Linked DNA regions of Mus musculus: region 2 is linked to region 1. Evidence: chromatin contacts called from public HiCAR-type data. All regions are on one chromosome and are shown on one strand. Each heading gives the region's core, a stretch centred on a gene start, on an enhancer-like site or on the middle of the called end of the contact. The rest is flanking DNA. Distances are from core to core; before and after follow the strand shown.

The links. HiCAR-type assays count read pairs that join an accessible place to other places.
Region 2: a HiCAR-type map of fibro-adipogenic progenitors shows a contact between it and region 1, with 2.6 times the contacts expected there. The contact joins two enhancer-like sites. A contact is called at or near these places in 1 of 15 datasets of contacts at CTCF or cohesin (CD8 T cells), 1 of 484 Hi-C or Micro-C datasets (the BV-2 cell line) and 1 of 115 datasets of contacts at active chromatin or transcription factors (fibro-adipogenic progenitors).

What each region holds. Positions count from the first base shown.
Region 1 is chr10:8,321,407-8,326,183 of GRCm38.p6, reverse strand. All of the region lies in intron 3 of Ust (uronyl-2-sulfotransferase), which reads left to right. Among named protein-coding and RNA genes, the nearest start is that of 4930573G07Rik, 110 kb to the right of the region's middle. Within about 2 kb of position 2,688, at least 34 of the 459 cell types and tissues checked have an H3K27ac peak or open chromatin away from gene starts, as enhancers often do. A contact at or near this core is called in fibro-adipogenic progenitors, where this site is marked.
Region 2 is chr10:8,367,885-8,372,661 of GRCm38.p6, reverse strand. All of the region lies in intron 2 of Ust (uronyl-2-sulfotransferase), which reads left to right. Among named protein-coding and RNA genes, the nearest start is that of Ust, 150 kb to the left of the region's middle. Within about 2 kb of position 2,546, at least 26 of the 459 cell types and tissues checked have an H3K27ac peak or open chromatin away from gene starts, as enhancers often do. A contact at or near this core is called in fibro-adipogenic progenitors, where this site is marked.

The sequences.
Region 1 (4,777 bases), core at 1,439-3,938:
AAACTACGACATATATGTGAACTTCAAAATTACGTCCATTTATAAGACTGGGTTTATCTGTGCCACTTCATTCAACCACAAGGCATTTATTTTCTCTGAGCCAGGATTAGATGAGCTCATTCATTTCCCCCTAACTAGTAGCCATCATCATGTACACATGTGCTCACACATGTGCAAACACACATCTGCACGCTCACAGTTAAGGGTTAAAACTTTATAGCCTAGGGGATTTTTAAGCAGGAGAGGGAGCATGAAGACACCAAATGTTAAGATGCCTATAAAAACGATTACATCTGCTCTCATAGAAATAGGCACACCTTTAAAAATTGTACTTTGAACAATTCCTCCTCCACAGAAGAGCTTGTAACCACTGCTAGCCAAGTGTTGGATCTTTGCGTTGCCTATAATACAAACCCAGGATGACACTGGTTCATCTTCACCCTAACTATAGATCTCGGTTAGGGGACGTGATTTATATGATCTTGCAAAGTGGAGATTCTATCGAGTGTGACTGTGTGTATGCACGTGTGTAAATTCTGTGGGATCCAAAGCACAGCCATGACATATAAAAATTCCCCGATCAACTAAGCCTGGGAAAGTCTAGGAGAAGCTGGGGTTTACATGTGTGTGTGTGTTGGGGTTTACATGTGTGTGTGTCCTGACGACTCTGAGAGTGTATATGTGTGTGTTTGCATGTTCACCTGCATACATCTGTGTTTACGCATGTGCTGATGAGCTTGTGTGTGAGTGTGTGTGTGTTAGCATACTCACGTGTGTGTCCATGTGTGTGTATGTGCTGGTTGGTGACTGTGTGTGTCTATTTGCATGTTCACATGTATGTATGTATGTATGTATGTGCTTAAATGTATGCATGTGCTGAAGGCCGTTTGTGTGTGTGTGTGTGTGTGTAGGCCAGAGCTTGTCACTGGCCATCTTCCTCCATATTCTTTACTTTATCTGCTGAAGATGGGATTCTCACTAAACTCAGAGTTTCCCAGTTCACCAGCTTGCTCTGGAAATCACGCCTTGTCTTCACCCCCTGAGGCCTAGGACTACAGACAGATTGCCAGGCCTGCCCCATTTATGAGGGATAGGGCTCTAAATTCTAGTCCTCATGCCAATACATCAAGCACATTACTATGTATGTATGTATGTATGTATGTATGTATGTATGTATGTATCATCTATCTATCCATTAGTCTCTTTCTACATACACATGCATATATACATTATTTATATTACATATACATACATATGTGCACATATATTTTAAACCCCAGCTTCTCCTAGACTTTCCCAGGCTTAGTTGATCGGGGACTTTTATGTGTGTCATGGCTGCGCTTTGGATCCCACAGAATTTACACATCATAATTTGGGAAGTGCTAGCCCAGTCTACGCCCTTTCACCCATCACATCAGAAAAGGTTATTTCCCTGTAAGCTTCACATCTGCTCTGACTCTGTCCAGTAGCCATTCAAATGACCTAAACCTTGGAAATCATTCAGAGGGTGGGGTCAATGGCAGTCTTGTGCCCGAGTGCTTCAGACTGCATTAAACTCTTAGTGCAGGGTGGCAGGGCACGGTATTATCCTACACTGTGTCAGACTGCCCTGCAGCTTGGCTCTCAGACGACATCCAAGTCTAAGTTCTGGGTATAAAGCAACAGAGCTTAAAACACAATCATAACCGTGGTTCTTCTGGAAAGTTCTTGGGGCCACAGAGATCCTTCTGGGGCGTCCTCCTGCTTGGTCCTCTGCCTCCTGTTCAATCAGCCGATCCTTCTGCCGCTAGTGGTGGGTGCTGAGCACCAGGCGCGACGTTCACTGCCCATGCAGCTGACTTCTGAACCTGACACAAATATACATAAATCAAGAAAATCTAGAATTAGACATAAAAGCAAATTGGGGTCAGATCCTGGTTAAGTTTGAATTGGTAAGCGTACGAGTTAAAGTTGTATTCAGTGGTTAGAGGACAGCCACTCAAAACAGGACTTACGCCAGGCATGAGAGCCTTCTGGAGAGCAGGTCGCCTTCTGTGCTCCCAGGCCTTACTGTAGAAACAGAGGTATGTAAGGACTTGCCTAGGCATGTGCATATCTGAGGACCCACTCCCGAGGGTGACCATATCACAGAACCCACTCACTTCATGAAGGATGGACATTAAAATAAAATAAATCCTCCAAGCAATGAAATTCTGTCACCTGAAACTCTAAAGTCTCAGACTGCTTTCTGAAGTTTTTACTTTTGCTTTGAAACAAGCCCTCCTCAGTATGTAGCCCAGGCTGGCTTTGAACTCATGACTTTCCTGCCTCAGCCTCCCAGGTACACTGGGAGGATAGCATGTATATAATCATGTCATATCAGATGCCTTTCCTGTGCTTGTGGCCTTCTGCGTGTTCTTCCAACAACTTTCTCCCAGAAACTGTTTGGAAAGGCTGACAGCATAACCCTCAAGGCTTCCTGCCATGAAGACAGACAGTGTCATTCCAGAGTTGGCTTGGAGCAGCACTGGCCAAATGCCAGTGGACGCTGTCCTTCAATCCAACTTGTCTGGGATCAAGCCAGATCAGTTCATGGAATGGGCTCTACATCATCTTGGGTCCTGAAAACAAAACCAGAGTCCTCTAATGCAAACCCAGAGGGAAGAAAAGAGGACAAAAGAGAGAGACCATATAAGCCAGGGAGAAGGGAACTCTCCTCTCCTAGGGTTTGAATTGTATCCATTAATTTTCAGTATCTAGCCCAGACACAGCCCCTTTGCCACGCTCATGTTACTGCTCCCCCTGGTGGACTTCTTCTTAACTGCAGGCACATGCTTTTTCTGGTGGGGCCTTCCCTGTACCCCCAGAAGGAGGAAGGTAGCCTGAGACCTTCATTCACCCTTCTCAACCTCTAAGGTTGAGAAAGGACCTGCAGTTCCCCCTCTGGGCAGTTTGCCTTTGCTTTGATATGTTAGTAAGCACACATCCTTCTTTTGATTTAAGATGCCCTGCAAAATTATAGGGCCTCTAATTGCTCCTGAGTGACACAAGAGTTCAGACCAAGGTAGGGCACGATATCCTTCCTGTTGACAAGCTGACAACCATTTCCTGAACATGTCAGGAGCAAAGACATCTTCAGAGGGGCAGATAAAAGTCTGTGCTCTCCCATCCTGCCATGGAGAGAGGAGGGAGCAAATTGTTAGAAAAGGCTTCCTAGCATCACCTTTGTGTAGTGAGCGTGCTTGATTCTTGCCTTTTCCTTCCTCTTTTAACCCCAGTTTAGTCCATCAACATAAATTTAACTTGTTCCCTTAGATGAATTTTAAGCCATACCTACCCTTTTCCTACGTATTTAAAATCCATTCTTGTTCATGGTAACATATACTGTTTTCCCACCCTAGAAATCTTAGAAAATATTCTTTCTATCCTTATTAGTCTCTGTCTCTTCTCTCTGTGTGCATGCACACACACACACGTGTGCATGTGTGTTCCTAGAAAAGATGAGGTCCTATACAAGCCAGCCATGCCCTCTGCCACTGAGCCACACACTAAGATCCATGCTTGTATTTCTCCACGTTTTTCATCCATCAGCTGTTCAGCACATCCTAAGAGACATAAAACATTTATTTTTCGCTAGACTCTCTCCATTCTCCAGAATGTGCCGACCAGTCCCTTGTTTCCATTTTAAAAGTTCATGGATAGATAATTGTCTGAGAAGGGTGACTTGACTGCCACTCTGGGATGAAGAGAAGGACTGGAGGGTTTGAATCCTGGCACAGTCTATCGGATCATCAAGATTTTACAAAATCTATGTACTCTGGGGCTGGAGAGAGGGCATGATGGTTGAATACACACTGCTCTTACAGAGAGCCCAAGTTGTGTTTCTGGCATCCATGTTTGACAGCTCCAGGACACCTGAGGCATCTCTCCTCTGGCACCTGCTCTGTATAACCCACGGGATGTGCATAACTCATTAATATAGCCCATGCATGTGCTCACAAATGATTTAAAACAAGATTAACCTTTAAATAAACCTGTATCCCCTTTCTGTGCCCTGAGCTCTTCATTTCAAAGAATGAGTAATAATTCTTGACTCTTGGAGTATTAAATGGTAACAGGTAACTCCTGCTATGGTATATAACACACCCCTCTCCCCACTCAGAAAAATGCCTTTGCTTGGCTCGGATATTACAAAGGGACTGCTGTGAAGAGTGTATAGACCAGTGTAGTCCAGGAAAGGTTAGATTCATTGTCTGCGTGATAGACAGTTGTGTCTTCAGTTAGTCATGGGTTTCTTGATATGAAGCAAGCATTACTAAAGGGGTATCTCCATTCCATAAACACTCCTGGGGCACAGATTCTCTGCGGACATCTGGGGGGGGGGGGCTTAAGTAAGCCCAGCCTCAGTCCTCCTGTAACTCAGTCAAAGTCAAAAAGGAGAACACAGTCTCTGTCACAGTGCATCGTCAAGAGGGGTGTCCCCAAACCTCCTGAGATGAAAAGCTGAGGAAGATCAAAGAAGCATGCCTTACTTCCAGGCAGAGTACATCAAAGGCAGCCGCATCTCCCCTCTTTCTGCAGCCATATTTGCATCTCCTCCAGGATTCCCATCACCATAGATGGGTACCACAGTGTGTAAAAGGAATTGAGAATTCTAGCTAGCTCATATAAAAGAGTCCAGGTATTTTATTTACAAGCTGTAAGCCTAGATTGGGCAGGTTTTAGAGCTATTTTGACTTACATCCCAGCTGTATGTCCCTTGTTACTTGCTGTTTCTCCTGGCCACATGCTCAACCAG
Region 2 (4,777 bases), core at 1,297-3,796, 47 kb before region 1:
TCCCAAGAAGAACATTATGGACCCACTTCTCCCTTAGTAATTCAATGCTTAACTAATCGTGCCTTCATCATTTCTAAAAAATTCTGGGCAGCACAACCTTAAAAATACTTGTTTTATGTAAGTCTTGTTTTAGCATCTTTCGCACCTCATTCCCAAAAGACCAGTTACCACTAGAAAGAGGTCCAGCATTCTCGAAATCTTAAATGTTATTTATGCGCTCACCCACATATACCATGGTAGTGCATGTGTGGACGTCAGAAGACAACTGTAGGTGTTCACTCTGCTCGCACCTGCCTTCTCACCTCATCTCATCTTGAGGATGTCCCAGCAGTCTCCAAATCTGAACAAAACCATCAGCACCAGCCACAGCGGCAGCTTTAGTTGGCTAGAGGGTTGGGGTCCTCGGACGGTAGAACACATACATGTGGAAATCCTACATTTGTTGGGAAGCATGTTTAACCAAGAAGTTGCTTCATTTAGTTGAAGAAAACTCATACCACCATTCTTCGGCAACATGACAGTAGCCTCAGGACTTTAATCATCTTAGTAGCTCCAACTACAGCCACCTAGCCCCCTTCTTGGTTTCATTTCTCCTTTGTCCTTATCATCAACTTGCCTTTTGTTTTATTTATCCACTTTTTTTTTTTTTACCATTCCTAAATGATCCTTAAACTCTTCCCCGCCTCCAGTTATAGGTTTTTGTTTTTGTTTTGTTTGTTTGTTTGTTTGTTTGTTTGTTTTTGCAGGACTTTGCACACACTGATTAGGTGATGTATCTGTGTCCAGTTGATGAAGTCTTTCATGAGACCTTTCTTGTGCTCCAACCCCGTCCTTGGGTGCATCCTGAGACCTCCCTTACTCTCTCCTACACTTTCTCCCTTTTCCTGAAAAGCCTATGTTGGGGAATGGAGAGCTCTGAGCAACACAAACGTGTCTTCATCTGATTGGCTGTGCTTCCTTGCAGGGGTCCATCATAATAGGGTCTATGGATTATTACATTTCCTCATAGAAGTTGGGGTGGGGGGAATAGAAAGGGTCATTGGTCCCTCACTTGAGAGTCTACCAATCACTTGTACTATGCTCTAATTATACATAGCCTCGGGGTTTGGGAACATCTTAGTGTACATAGGCAGGGGGAGGTGAAGTGAGAAGAATGGTATGTCATCATCCATGCGAGGTGAAGACTTTCCAGTACAGCTACCTGAAGACTGCCTGCCTGCACTCCTGCCTGTAGCCCTTCCCCTGTGCTATGTAAATAACTCCGGTAGACTCATTGGTTTCTAGGGGACCCTTTCGTGGAATCATATCATGCCTTGGTTCACCACTGGGGCCTTGTAAGGAAGGGGATAGATGTCATCTCCATCTCTATCTTCTGAAATCACGTTGTGCTAGCTTCTACAGCTGACTCTAATCAGCGTAATCTCAGTGACTTAACACAACTTATTGTTTTACAGCCTTAGATGTCATAACTCTGAAATGTGTCTCAAAAAACCCCAAGTCATGATGCTGCTAGGACTACACTCCTTCTAGAAGCTTGAGGGAGTTATCCACTTGGTTGACTGTTTTAGCTTTTAGAAGCCACCAGTGTTCCCTGGGCTATAGTTCCTTTCACAGTCTTCAAAGCCAGTAGTGTAGGATCTTCAGATCTCTGTATCTGACTGTTTCTCCTCTTGCATTTCCCAGAACCTTTGTGAGTTTAACAGTCCCACCAGGATAACCTAGACACCCTTCTCACCCACCAATCTCTCATTTAATCCAAACTGTTAGGTCCCTTCTGTCAGTAGGATTATATAATCTGTCCATGGAGTCAGGAAGTGTATAGAATCATATCTCTTGAGGGCCACTTTCCTCCCTTCTGGGTGTATTTCTTTCCTTTTCTCAGCCTTCAGGGAAAAGATTAGTGTGACAACATTTTCTGAAATGTTGTTTCTTGAAAATATCTTCATTACCCTCAATCGACACTTGACAGGATAGAATTCTATGTTGGGAATCTTTGCTAATCAGAACAGGATAGTGTGATTAAAACAATCATCAACTCCAGCGTCTCAGAAACTTCACATACGAAACTTTGTTTCTTGGAAGACCCCATTTGAGCCCACTGGAGTCTCTTCAGGAGCTAGTTTAGGGGTCCCGGCTGTTTCCATCTTGCGACACCATTCAACAGGAGGTCATTATGGCAGTTTTTTGTTCTTTCATCCCAAAAGTGATACAGTCGCTTTTCTGAGCAGTTCCTTGGCCAGACAAGAAAAAGGGTCTAGTGCAATTCTAGAGGGCTGTGTAGGGGCAGGAGTGGCTTTGTGGCCGTGGGCGTGGCTGGGAAGTCAAGCTTGCCAGCAAGTGCCCCTGAGCAGTTCCTGTCCCTACCACAGGGCCAGTTCCCCTACAAACTGTGAAAGTCTCTGTCTATTTTACTGTAGATTTCAGCATTTCTGTTAAGAATATTTCGAGGTGCTTTATCTGAAAATCTAATCTGTCTCTATGGAAGCTGTTAGTCTTAGTGTTCGGAAAGTTCACGGTTTCACGCCCAGGGTGTGTCATTTTCAGGTCCTCATCCAGATACTCAGTGAGTTTCATATCCTAGAGATGGGTGTCCTGGGAGATGAGCTTACTTATTATTACCGCGTGCTTTTATTACCATGTGCTTTCTTCTCCTCAAGTTCTGTTTTTCTGGCTGCTTCTTACTTGCAGACTGATTTTCCGGGAAGAATTGGCCACATGTCTTTCCCTCCTCTCCTCTCCTCTCCTCTCCCCTCCCCTCCCCTCCCCTCCCCACCCCTCCCCACCCCTCCTCCTCTTCTCTTTTGTTTGATTACTTTTGTCTTTTCACTGTAGTGTCCTGAAAAGCTTCTTAATGTAGTTAGTCACCACCCACTCACTCTATTTCTAATTTTTTAAGAGCTTGTCAGGTTAGTCCCTAAACTTTGTTGATCACAGAGTTCTTGAGTTCCACACAGGGACATTTGGTAAATTTATTTTAAAAGGTTAGTCTTGGATATTTTATTTTTGGCTGCTACCCTTAATGGAATCTTTTTTATTCCACTGTATTTTAGGCTGATTATTATGATATTTAAAAAACTATTAGGGGCTGGTGAGATGGCTCAGTGGGTAAGAGCACCCGACTGCTCTTCCGAAGGTCCGAAGTTCAAATCCCAGCAACCACATGGTGGCTCACAACCACCCATAATGAGATCTGATGCCCTCTTCTGGTGCGTCTGAAGACAGCTACAGTGTACTTACATATAATAAATAAATAAATAAATAAATAAATAAATAAATAAATCTAAAAAAAAAAAACTATTAAATTTTGTGACCTATGGTCATATTATTGAAGTCAATTTTTGAAAATTATTTTATTATTTTGTGTGTAAGGGTGTTTTGCCTGCACATATGTCTCTGTACCACATGTGTGCGATGCTTGCAGACACCAGAAGAGAGAGCCAGATAGCCTGGTGCTGGAGTTAACAATCGCAAGCCTCCTTGCTGCTGGAGCAGCAGCTACTGCTCTTAACCACTCTCCAGTCCAGATTATGGAACTTTTCAGTATTCAGCCATTTAAACTTATTCTTGGGATGGGGCATGGGAGGACTGAAGGAAGAAAGAGCAAGGGAAAATGATGTGATTGTAGTTTAATTTCAAAAAATAAAAACATTAAGAAATACTTTACTTGTAATAGGTGTGTTTCTATGTGTGTGTGCATAGGTGTGTGAGCACACCTGCATGTGAGCATATCTGCTCTCGAAGTTCAGAAGCAGGTATCCAGTTCATTGGAACTAGAGTTATAGATACTTTTAAACTTCTGGAAGCAAACCCAGGTCTTTTGAAAGAGCAGAAAATGCTCTTAGCCACTGAGCCCGGCTCTCTAGTCCCCAAGTTCCTATTCTTAATGAGGAGTGACAAAATTGCCAAACAGCATTTATTTTACATCTTCCTAGTTCTGACTCTAATTTTCTAGTGTTATTTGGAATGATATATAGTCCATGGCTGGGGGTAGCTATTGTACTAGCCTTATGTAATCCACCTGTAGGTCACATACCTGGCATGTGATAGCATTGGGTAAATATTGTCACATGAGTGAATCGTAGCTATAGACACCATTGTTGGTTTGTTTGAAGTCTTAATGAATATTAACACATGTCTCATCGTTATGTTTAAGTTTAGTTTTTAGTGTGAATATTCTGTGTTTTGTTAACATGATGTTAAATGAGTATACTATTATGTGAGAAAGAATGCTTCTCCTAGCCTGTTATCTTTCATTCAGAATGATGTCGAGTTTTACTTTAGTGAACAAATGTGGCAAAAATTGTTGAGGATGGAGGGGTTGATGAAAAACATTTTATTTATTTATTTTTAATTAATTAATTAATTAATTAATTAATGAGGCGGGGTTTCTTTGTGTAGCCCTGTCTATCCTAGAACTTGTTCTGTAGACCAGGCTGGCCTCAAACTCACAGAGATCCATCTGTCTCTGCCTCCCAAGTGCTGGGATTAAAAGCGTGGGCCACCACTGTCCAACAAGAGTGACGTATTTTTATGTCAGTGTTTGACATAGCTTAACATTTTGTGATCACTTAGAAGCAAAGTTTTCCAGAGGGGCTAGAGAGATGACTCAGTCCCCCAAAGTACTGACCACTCTTCCAGATGACTCGGGTCCAGTTCCCAGCACTCACCTAGGCCATCAATCATAAGTATCTTTAATTCTAGTTCCAGGGTCTGGCACCCTGTTCTAGTATATGAGAGCACACATGCATATGGTACATACATATATGCAGGCAAAACA